Regions from separate parts of the Mus musculus genome. Here regions 1 and 3 are each linked to region 2. A link is a contact called in public Hi-C and Micro-C data. All regions are on one chromosome and are shown on one strand. The core of a region is the stretch at or near the end of the contact, and the rest is flanking DNA. Distances in the headings are between cores, read along the strand shown. Region 1 holds the start of Dnajc6 (DnaJ heat shock protein family (Hsp40) member C6). Region 2 holds the start of Leprot (leptin receptor overlapping transcript). Region 3 holds the start of Lepr (leptin receptor).

Region 1 (2,971 bases), core at 227-2,726, 97 kb before region 2:
TCCTTCTCAACCCATGAGTCTGTGCGATCTTTGAAGAAGAAAATGGTTGTCAAGCAGTTAGTTTGTTGAGTTTAGACTTATGAGGAGCTGGGATTTTCAGGGAATTTTGGGTTCCAGATGATCTGGATAGAAGGCTCTTAATTGCTGTCATTTGATTTTTGTGTCCTGATGTGATCAAAATAATAACAGCAAGAGACAACTATGTAAGCCAACAGGCAGGTCAGGCCGGCACTCTGCCTGTGCCCTGCCCCCACGCACAGCACACATGTGCACTCGTTCTTCTCCTATCACAGGAACATGCCAGAGTGCTTCTGAAAGGTTTGTCCTCTTAGTTTATCCAAGGGCTAGAAGAGGAAAATGATACTTTTAAGTCAACATTTTTATCTGGTCTTTCACCTGAGCTGAGGAGGGAGCCTTCTGAAATACTATCAGGTGAAAACAAGCTTTGGGTGTTTGCATCTTGAGACTGAACACAGTTCATATCTAGATTGTGGAGGCCTGACACTCACACAATGCTGGGGGACTCTTTGAGAATACAAAAAAGTCACAAGCGGACAGCTAGTCACATGGGCTTGCAGAGCCTTCTTCAAGAAGAGGGCCCTGCTGCTAATTAACTTTGTGACAGATCCCCTCTGATAATGGCTGTTTTTCTTGCCTACAACTATGAAAGAAAAATGAGGGGCGAGGCTAGAGGATGGAAAGAAAATCTGGTATATTTCTCTTCCCAGACATCCTTCAAGCCAGCTTGAGGAGTTGAGTTGAGGAGTCCTTTCTCCTTGTTCCTAGGTAAACGATAAGAAACCTGGAAGTGCACAGGACATAGTTGCTGAATAGATCTGGCCCTGGCTCCCTTACCCCCTTTAGCCAGCTTTCATATCCACAGCTCATCCCGTGCCAGGAGCGTGCAGAAATGCCGCTCCGCCTGCTCTGGGTACACAGATGGCCTGCCATCAACAGATTCCTTTTCCCCTCCTACTGGAGTTACAACCCAGTCCACCAGGTCGATCAACCCAGGCGTCTTTCACTTCCAACAAAGACCAGCTGAGTTACATGAAATGGGCGTGCCTGGCTCTCTCTCCAAGGGTGCTGGTCTCCAAGACACCTTCTCCCCTTTTTTTCCTGAAGCACGGCCGCGCTGACACACCCCTCCCTCCGCGTTGTCGTGGTCCCCTCCCCATCCCGCCCCGCCCCGTTTTCCGCTTTCAGCCTCCCTCCCTACGACTCTCCCCTCCTTTACTCTCTTCTGTTTATTCCCTCCCCCTCCAGCCACTCCGGGAGCTGCCCGGCTTTTGCCCGGCTACACCTACACTTCCTCGGGCGCTGTCCAGCCTACGGGTGGCCGGGGCCGGTTGGGTGCGCTGTGCCCGGGGCGGTGGCTGCAGAGCCCTTCCTGGTGGCCGCTCCCTTCTTTCCCTCCTCTTCGCGTCATGTCGGGCACTTGATTATTATTGTTATTTTTTTTCATCCCTCTCTTAGTCTGTCCCGTCTTCCCCTCCCCCTTCCTTTCCCAGGTTGATTTTTTTTTCTTCCCCCTCTTCTCCGGGCTTGCCCATGAGCCTCCTCGGGAGCTACCGGAAAAAGACCAGCAGCGATGGTTATGAATCTTTGCAGCTGGTGGACAGTCACGGGGACTCGAGCGCACGGGGCGCGGCGGCTGGCACGCAGAGGGCGACCGCGGGCGCGGTGCGTAGTCCCGCCCGGCAGCCTCCGCACCGCGCCAGCACCACGGACAGCTCAGGTAGCGGCCGCTGTGGCTCAGTCCTTCGGCCCGGTGCACATCCCCGGTCCAGGCTAGGAGAGGCTGGGTTGTAGGCCATGGCATCTAATACCACATGGTGTAACGTCTCTAATTTCTTTGGTCCAGGGAGCTAAGAAACGTTAGATCCGTCTGGAGGCTCGGTGACATTAGCAAGCACCTCTTAATCTCCCTAGGCTGCTGAATGCACCAGCTGGGGGCGGGGAGATGAGGAAAGGGAGGGGAGGAGAAGGGAGGGAGGGGAGCCAGGGGAGGGTGGTACCTGGAAGCAAAGTGGCTGGTTTCTCCGCCCAACTGTCTGAGCCGAGGTGAAGGAGAAATGCTTGGTGCTTTTGCTGTTTGCAGACCGCTTTTATACCAGTTGTTCCCCTGATGGCTGCTGTTATTTACAATTATGTAAAGCTCCTCTAGGGTTAATGTTTCCTTTCTCCCACGGAAGGCTTTACTGGGATCAAGAGCCCTGTTTAACAACACAGCCCTTACACTTTACACAATGCAATTTGTTTCCTCTGTTGTTGGCTTTGATCTTATCCTTTTGCATGCTAAAATTTCTTAAAGCTCCTCATATAGGGAGTTGGTTCTAAAGTTTGTATCTGTGTTTGCAAGTCTCAGAAAAATGTTTTAATGAGTTACAGACCTCTCAGACTCCGTGACAGTTAGCGATTTGTGTATCAAAACAGTCATCCAGGAATCCCTGCTGTCCAAAGACTTGTGTAAGGGCTGTTTGTGTACTTTTCCAGGATGGGAACCACAGGGGCCGGCTCTACCTTTGTGGCTTTAATCCTGGGGCAGCTAAGGACTCTGGTGGGAGTCATGTTGGGATGAAACCAAGTAGGATTTTATTCCTTGACTTTATAATCACTTGTGGATTTTAATTGTATAATGTCTTTCCTTGGGCTATCATTTTCTATTTCCGTCTTCCTGAAAGTGACATGAAATACTATCCCCAGATATTTGGTTGTTCTAGTTTAAAAAGGAGTTTACTAGTTAAGCTCTGGTTTAAATCAAAGAGGGTACTGGTGTGAGGTTCTCTCGGATCATCTTATATACAGTTAACATTGTTCCTAGTGGACTGCTGTTTTCAGGGTCTGGGAAGTGATGCTATGCTTGGTTATTTGAGCTGTGCCTGTCTAGATCTATGGTACATGAATGCTATTTATCTTCTGGCTCTCCTTCAAAGCTTTAAGAGATTCTTGTACTCTGACCCATGGTCAT
Region 2 (3,184 bases), core at 150-2,649:
ATATATGTATATACATATATATGTGTATATACATATTTTCCTTTTAAGTTTAGAACTTCGTGGGTTTTGACTTTCTAACCTTGTCTAAAGAGCTGTTTGGTTCAGTTCCTATTCTTTCTGAACTGCTTTCTGTAGAGGACTTGGACTACTGGATGGTTTCTAAGATGAAGGAAGATTCCACTGAAGAAGGTAAGAATAAGATGGATCTGGAGGAGTGAAAATTGGCCTTAGTTACTTGCAGGCCTGCGTTTATTTAAGGACCTAAAGAAATCCGGACCCACAGAGTTTGTAATGAATGAGGGGGATAGACGGACGCGGTAGTTTACACAAAATGTTAATGTAGTTTGCTACAAAGCAAGCAAATCTATACAAAAGTCAAAGATCTTACATAGGGATATCTCTAATCCTGATTTCTGGTGCTGTCACTCACTCCCGATCTCTACTATATCAGCCACACACTCTCAAAACAAACCACACAGGCACACAGGAAGAGTCGTCCTGGAAGGTAACCTCTCCCCATCCTTATCCCGTGCCCCACTTTTTCCACCAGTCCTTTCAGGCAAGTTTCCTAACAGCCAGCCAGGGTGATGGTGAGCATCTAGAATCTCCTGAGGCAGAGCCTGGGCCCCAAGTCACGACAGTGAGGAAGGGATGGACCCCAGATTGAGAAACAGGGCTGAGATGTCTCAGAATCCAGGATCCCCCGAAGAGTTAAAATAAAGGAGTTATTCTGAAGTAATCAAAGTGGGAGGGGGCTGAGACTAGGAGCGGAGTTCCCGGCCAGCGGGGCGGTGCTGAACAAACTGGGAGACTACTGGAATGAAGTTCTGAGTGGCAGGAAGTAGGACCAGTAGAGTCCGAGCTATGAGTGGCGGAGGCGGGATCAGTCCAATGGGGTGGAGTTCTGCATGGCGGATTGGGATCCGTGCTGGCAGGGACTGAGCTCAGCCAACTGGGGGCGGAGTCCGCGAAGTGGAGGAAGGCGTTGGGGGAGGGTCTCCATGAGCTGGAGGCAGGATTATGTGCCAGAGTGGCGGAACTGTGGGCCGAGCGGAACCGGGCCCGGCAGAGGAGGAGCTCAGAGTGGCAGGGATCAGAACCAGTATAGGAAATACTGAGTGCCTGTAGGGCAGAATCTGGCATAATTGGGTGTGAGGTTGTAATTGGCAGAATTCTAAACCAGTAGGAATCAGGTTCTGCATGGATGGTGGGATTGGGCTTCTGGGGGCGGGAAGCCACGGGATGGGGCGGAGTCTAAAATCAGGGGCGGGGCCTAATGAAGGGGCGGGGCTCCGTTGGTTGGGTAGGAAGTCAATACCGTCAGGGGGCGGGCCGGGCTTTGGATTCGCGCGCCGGCCCTGGCTAGTCTGGGTGTGGGCGGCTTTTGGAGAAAGCCGGAAGCAGCGACAGCCCCAGCTCCAGAGACATGGCGGGCGTTAAAGGTACACTGCGACCCTCGCCCGCGGCTAGTGGGTGGGGTCGCTCCTGGCTCCAGGCTGCATGGCGAGCAGCCTGTGTGCGGGTGTGCGAGTTCCTGCAGACCGCGGCCTCCCGAATGCGCGGCAGAGGTGTTTTGCGGAGCCTATAAACGCTCGCGCCCACGCCCACGCCCGTCAGTTCCCAGGCGGGGGCTTCTCCCGTGGGCTGTACGTTCCACAGTGGTCCCCTGGGCTTTTCAGTTCTCCGTAGGTCACATCAGGGTCCCACATCCTCACCTTCCTGCCCCGCCGCAGTTTCCTGTGGCTTACAGAGGAGCCTTTGTGTCCAGGATGTGTGTTGGAAACTTGGTCCTGTTGTTCCCTTACGGTTTTTCTCGCTGGGCAGAATAATTTCGGGCGTGTGGCACTTTGGAAAGTAACCAGAAATACCCTATTCGACGCAACCTTGGGGCTGCAATTAGATGGGATTTTAACAAGACTTTTCTTGAGTGTTTACTGGTCTGTGAACAGAGCAGTATGTGCTGTTTGTGTTCTTGAATGGTGATGAAAGGAGGGTACCGAAAGATTATCACCCTGATCTGTGTGAATGCAGAGCTTTGGGCGTTGGGTGGGGACAAAGTTACTGGAAGGCTTCCTGGTATTTGGATTTCTGGTCATCCGCACAGAGAAGACTTAATTTATCTCTGTGTTGGACTTCCTTTCTTTGAAAACTATCCACAAAGACCTTCCCACTCACCAACATCTGTAAGATGGATACAGTGTATACTCATGTGGATGCACTGTACATTATCTGTGCACAACTAGTAACAGACATAGCTAACCATTTTGGGGGGACTTTTGTATTTCAAATCAAAGTAAACATGGTTTACTTGGGCAATGTCCACTGTATGACGTATCCATTTGAAGACAGTGTAGAAAGCATGTAAAATTGTGTCTCACTACTACAGAGTGTTCAGTCCTGGACAGAAAGTACAAAGTAGCAACAGTAATTTATGGGCCTATGTAGTGAAAAGGAACAAAGGCTATGAAGTAGACAAGAGCACAAGGAAGTAAAACTTTGCCCATAATTCAACTGTTATTGAGAAACTATGCTGGAGACTTGGGATAAAAGATAAGTGAGAAGTTTGGACTGAGTTGATTGCCGAAAATAATTATATTGCTGTGTAAGAAAATGATGTGTGCTCTGACAGTTGAGAACATAGAGATAATATAGTGGAGGGAATCATGTTGCTCCAAAAGATATGTTTTAAGTTGTAACTCCCTGCTGCCAAATGAGGGTGTGGCCTTGTTTGCAACTAGCAGATGTTATCAATCTAAGGTTGCCTTGTGTGATGTCCTTCAGATAAGGGGGGAGGGGGAAAGCACAAAGTAAGGATTGAAGCAGAGGGCCCCAAGATGGCTTGGTAGGAAAGGCACTTGCTGTCGAGCCTTAAGACCTGCGTTTGATCCCTGGGACCTACCTGGTTGAAGGAGAGAACCAACTCGAACAGGTTATCCTCTGACCTCCACACTTGCACACGCAGTATGGTGCATGGCTACAAGTAGATAGATAAACGTAAATAAGTAATTTTTTAAAAAGTAAGAGAAACTGGAGTGCCGTAGCTGCAAGCCAAGCAGTAGTATAGACATAGCAGCACTGGGCAAGGAAGTTTGTTCTCTTCAGAGACGCCTTAATTTTAGAAGCCTAACTTCAGAACCGAGAGAATTCATTCCCTTTGTTCAGAGCCACCCAGATTGTAGTAGTT
Region 3 (3,048 bases), core at 130-2,629, 70 kb after region 2:
ATCTCAGGGCCACCACTTGTCAGAACAGTGTCACTGAAAGGCCATGCCTGTGGGGTGGGGTGGCAGTTTCTGTAATGGCTCATCTCATGGGATAGGAGCTATGCTCTCAGTCCTGTGGTGGCTGGGTTAATTCAGGCAATTCACTTGTAGAGCCCGTTTTTTGATGGCCTTCCTAGGAGAACGATGGTCAAATTAACCTTGAGAGACCTTTGCTTGTAACTGAGGATTTACCCAGTCTAAATATCTCTACTCACTTTCATCTTTACTGTTTCTCTTTCAGATCTACTGTACAGCTGGGAATTTTATAAATGCTTATGTCCTCCTTCCTCAAGTTCAAAGAGAATAATGTAATACATCAAGTCCTCAATAAACAGACATAGGAAGTAAGCAGATGAGTGAGTCACATTTTGAGCAGAGAGCAACAAATGTACTTTGAGTTTGGATTCTGACTCTCTAAGGACAGATTTTTTTCCATCCATCCATCCATCTATCTATCTATCTATCTATCTATCTATCTATCTATCTATTTTGTAACCTGCTACGTCAAATGTCATTGAGTTCCAGGATGGAAAACGAAGTGTTCATTAATCAACTAGATGCAGGAATGCCCTCTTTCCCTTTGGGACAAGTAAGGCTGAGGTGATGGCTGATGCACATCAGGGGATAGGGAGCTCCTGACTGTCCTATTGGAGGGGTAGGGGGTAAGGGTCTTTCCTGGTTCTCTTTCCCACTTGGCACTTTCCTTGCGATTATTACTGCAGCATACCCCACACCTGCTGCTGTAAAGGCCAGAGAGGACAGAATCAGCCCTCAAAGCTTCGCCCAAGCTCCTCGGCCACGCGCGCAGCGTCCCCGCCGCGCAGTCACCTGAGTGGCCAGTGCCCCGCAGCGTCGCGCCCGCGCACGAGTGGTCGGCACCTTCTGAGCCAGCAGCATAGAGCCCAGGCATCCCTGCTTTACGCCACTCCGGGACACAGGTGGGACACTCTTTTAGTCCTCAATCCCTGGCGCGAGGCCACCCAAGGCAACGCAGGACGCAGGGCGTTTGGGGACCAGGCAGCAGACTGGGGCGGTACCTGCGGAGAGCCACGCAACTTCTCCAGGCCTCTGACTACTTTGGAAACTGCCCGGGGCTGCGACATCAACCCCTTAAGTCCCGGAGGCGGAAAGAGGGTGGGTTGGTTTGAAAGACACAAGGAAGAAAAATGTGCTGTGGGGCGGGTTAAGTTTCCCACCCTCTTCCCCCTTCCCGAGCAAATTAGAAACAAAACAAATAGAAAAGCCAGCCCTCCGGCCAACCAAAGCCCCAAGCGGAGCCCCAAGCGGAGCCCCAGCCGGAGCACTCCTTTAAAAGGATTTGCAGCGGTGAGGAAAAAACCAGACCCGACCGAGGAATCGTTCTGCAAATCCAGGTATGTTGAGGCCATCTAAGGCACTGGGTGTCGGGGCGCGACGCTACTCGTGGACTCCTGCCTGCAGAGGAGTTCTTCGGAGGGGCCTGAAGGGTCTGTGTGTATCCAGACAGTGACGCAAGCGCAGCGACAGCGCTCCGGACCCAGAAACATAGCACCTGGGTTCAGCTGTGGTTTCCGATTTATCTTCAGGGGTGTGTGCTTAGCCTAACCTCCATGGGTTTCTTGTCTATCACATTTAGAGGGTTGGATTCATTTCAGAGGGCTTTTTAATAATACCTCAGGTGTGCCTCATATTAAAAATCTAGACTTCTGTAATTGCTAATCTTGCTAATTTCATGAAACTAAAAGACTCCATTGGTCTTGGGTTGGGGTTTTTATGTGCATTAACAATCAATGTTTTCAGGATTTTTCAGTTAATAGTGGTAGGGAAAACATAGCATTTGTAAAGAATTTGGAAATATATAATTAATACAAGAATAGATCACCTGGCACTAAAAGAGTCATGTTACCTTTAAGCCAATGTCTGCAACACTGAAAAACTGAATAGAAAAAGGAAGAAAGAAGTACCGCAACTACATAAATAACCTGTGGCTTTCACACAGTACTTTTTTTTTTTTTTTTGTATTGTATATTTGGAAGAAAAAAATTGTAGAAAGCCAAAAATTGTAGCTTTCTCATCAAATACTGTGTGGCACTTGTGGCTTCTTAGCATAAAGTTGTGTGCAGAATGTTTAAGAAGTGGTTTTCCAGACCACTTCAGAGTGTCTCTGAAATGAATCTCAATAACAGAGACAGCAACTTCAGTGATATGTTTAATAATCTTGGAATGAATCCCAGAAAATAGTAGAGGTTAACTAAACAGATCAATCAGAAATTAGTACTACACACACACACACACACAGTAGTACTATAACGTGGCAGTGTACTTTTTGCTTAATTTTTGAAAAACAGAACACCTTGACATATGTGGGCACAGAAGGAGACAGTAGCTTTTTTTTTTTTTTTTAACCACATAAAATATTTTACTGTTGGTATTTTTAAAATTGTTTGGGATTTAGACACTGCCAGTTAGGCTAGGCATAGAAGCATTTTTAGCTAATTTTGTTGGCTATGGTCTAAAATGAAATAATGTCTTACCACCCACAAATGCTTTGTGTGCAATCTAAGAAGCAAAAGGACTTTGAAGTACTCCTTTATGAACACAGTTTAACTTATTTTCAGTTCTTTCTCTGTCTTTTGGCTGGGAAGAACGTCGACCAGTTTCTCTGTGGTCCTCATAGTACCCCCTGAAGCAGAGGCTCGGTTCCTTTGAAACTGAGCAGACTGAAGTGGATCCTGTGCTGATTAGCTAGGGAGCCTTAGAGCTCAGATACCCTGCTGGTGCTTGCTTGAAAAACAAGGGGAACACTGCAGGCATCTGCCTCTTAGATCCAGGCCAGCTCATTCACAGCTTGGGGAGCTGTGGAGCTTGGCAGAGACCCTTTTCTCTTTTGCAATGTGGGGCTCTACTCTCCTATGACTTTATCGAGGAAAAACAGTCATTGCTTCGCCCTTAGATCACTAATACAGGACCAAATGGTTTGTGTTTGTGAAGTGGGAGGTCTTGGAAATAAGGGGGGGAAAAGCCAAAATA

What was found. A called contact is a pair of places that touch in the nucleus more often than the background predicts.
Region 1: a Micro-C map of embryonic stem cells shows a contact between it and region 2, with 4 times the contacts expected there. The contact joins the promoter of Dnajc6 here to the promoter of Leprot in region 2. A contact is called at or near these places in 3 of 39 promoter capture datasets (the 3T3-L1 cell line, embryonic stem cells and epiblast stem cells), 1 of 15 datasets of contacts at CTCF or cohesin (the NIH/3T3 cell line), 4 of 484 Hi-C or Micro-C datasets (Sertoli cells, embryonic stem cells, nephron progenitors and 1 more), 4 of 115 datasets of contacts at active chromatin or transcription factors (embryonic forebrain, embryonic hindbrain and embryonic stem cells) and 3 of 9 other capture datasets (adipose tissue, liver and pancreatic islet).
Region 3: a contact with region 2 is called in a Hi-C map of stem cell-derived neural progenitor cells, with 4 times the contacts expected there. The contact joins the promoter of Lepr here to the promoter of Leprot in region 2. A contact is called at or near these places in 4 of 39 promoter capture datasets (hippocampal neurons, liver and maxillary cranial neural crest), 4 of 484 Hi-C or Micro-C datasets (stem cell-derived neural progenitor cells and uterus), 1 of 115 datasets of contacts at active chromatin or transcription factors (pancreatic cancer cells) and 2 of 9 other capture datasets (adipose tissue and liver).

What each region holds. Positions count from the first base shown.
Region 1 is chr4:101,549,118-101,552,088 of GRCm38.p6, forward strand. Dnajc6 (DnaJ heat shock protein family (Hsp40) member C6) reads left to right here and starts at 1,477. Exons shown (of 19, transcript NM_001164583.1): 1 at 1,477-1,738. The coding sequence starts at 1,552. Gm36012 (predicted gene, 36012) reads right to left here and starts at 2,084. Exons shown (of 2, transcript NR_168609.1): 1 at 2,019-2,084.
Region 2 is chr4:101,646,384-101,649,567 of GRCm38.p6, forward strand. Leprot (leptin receptor overlapping transcript) reads left to right here and starts at 1,400. Exons shown (of 4, transcript NM_175036.4): 1 at 1,400-1,442. The coding sequence starts at 1,427.
Region 3 is chr4:101,716,527-101,719,574 of GRCm38.p6, forward strand. It overlaps Lepr (leptin receptor), which reads left to right and starts at 1,380. Exons shown (of 19, transcript NM_146146.3): 1 at 1,380-1,412.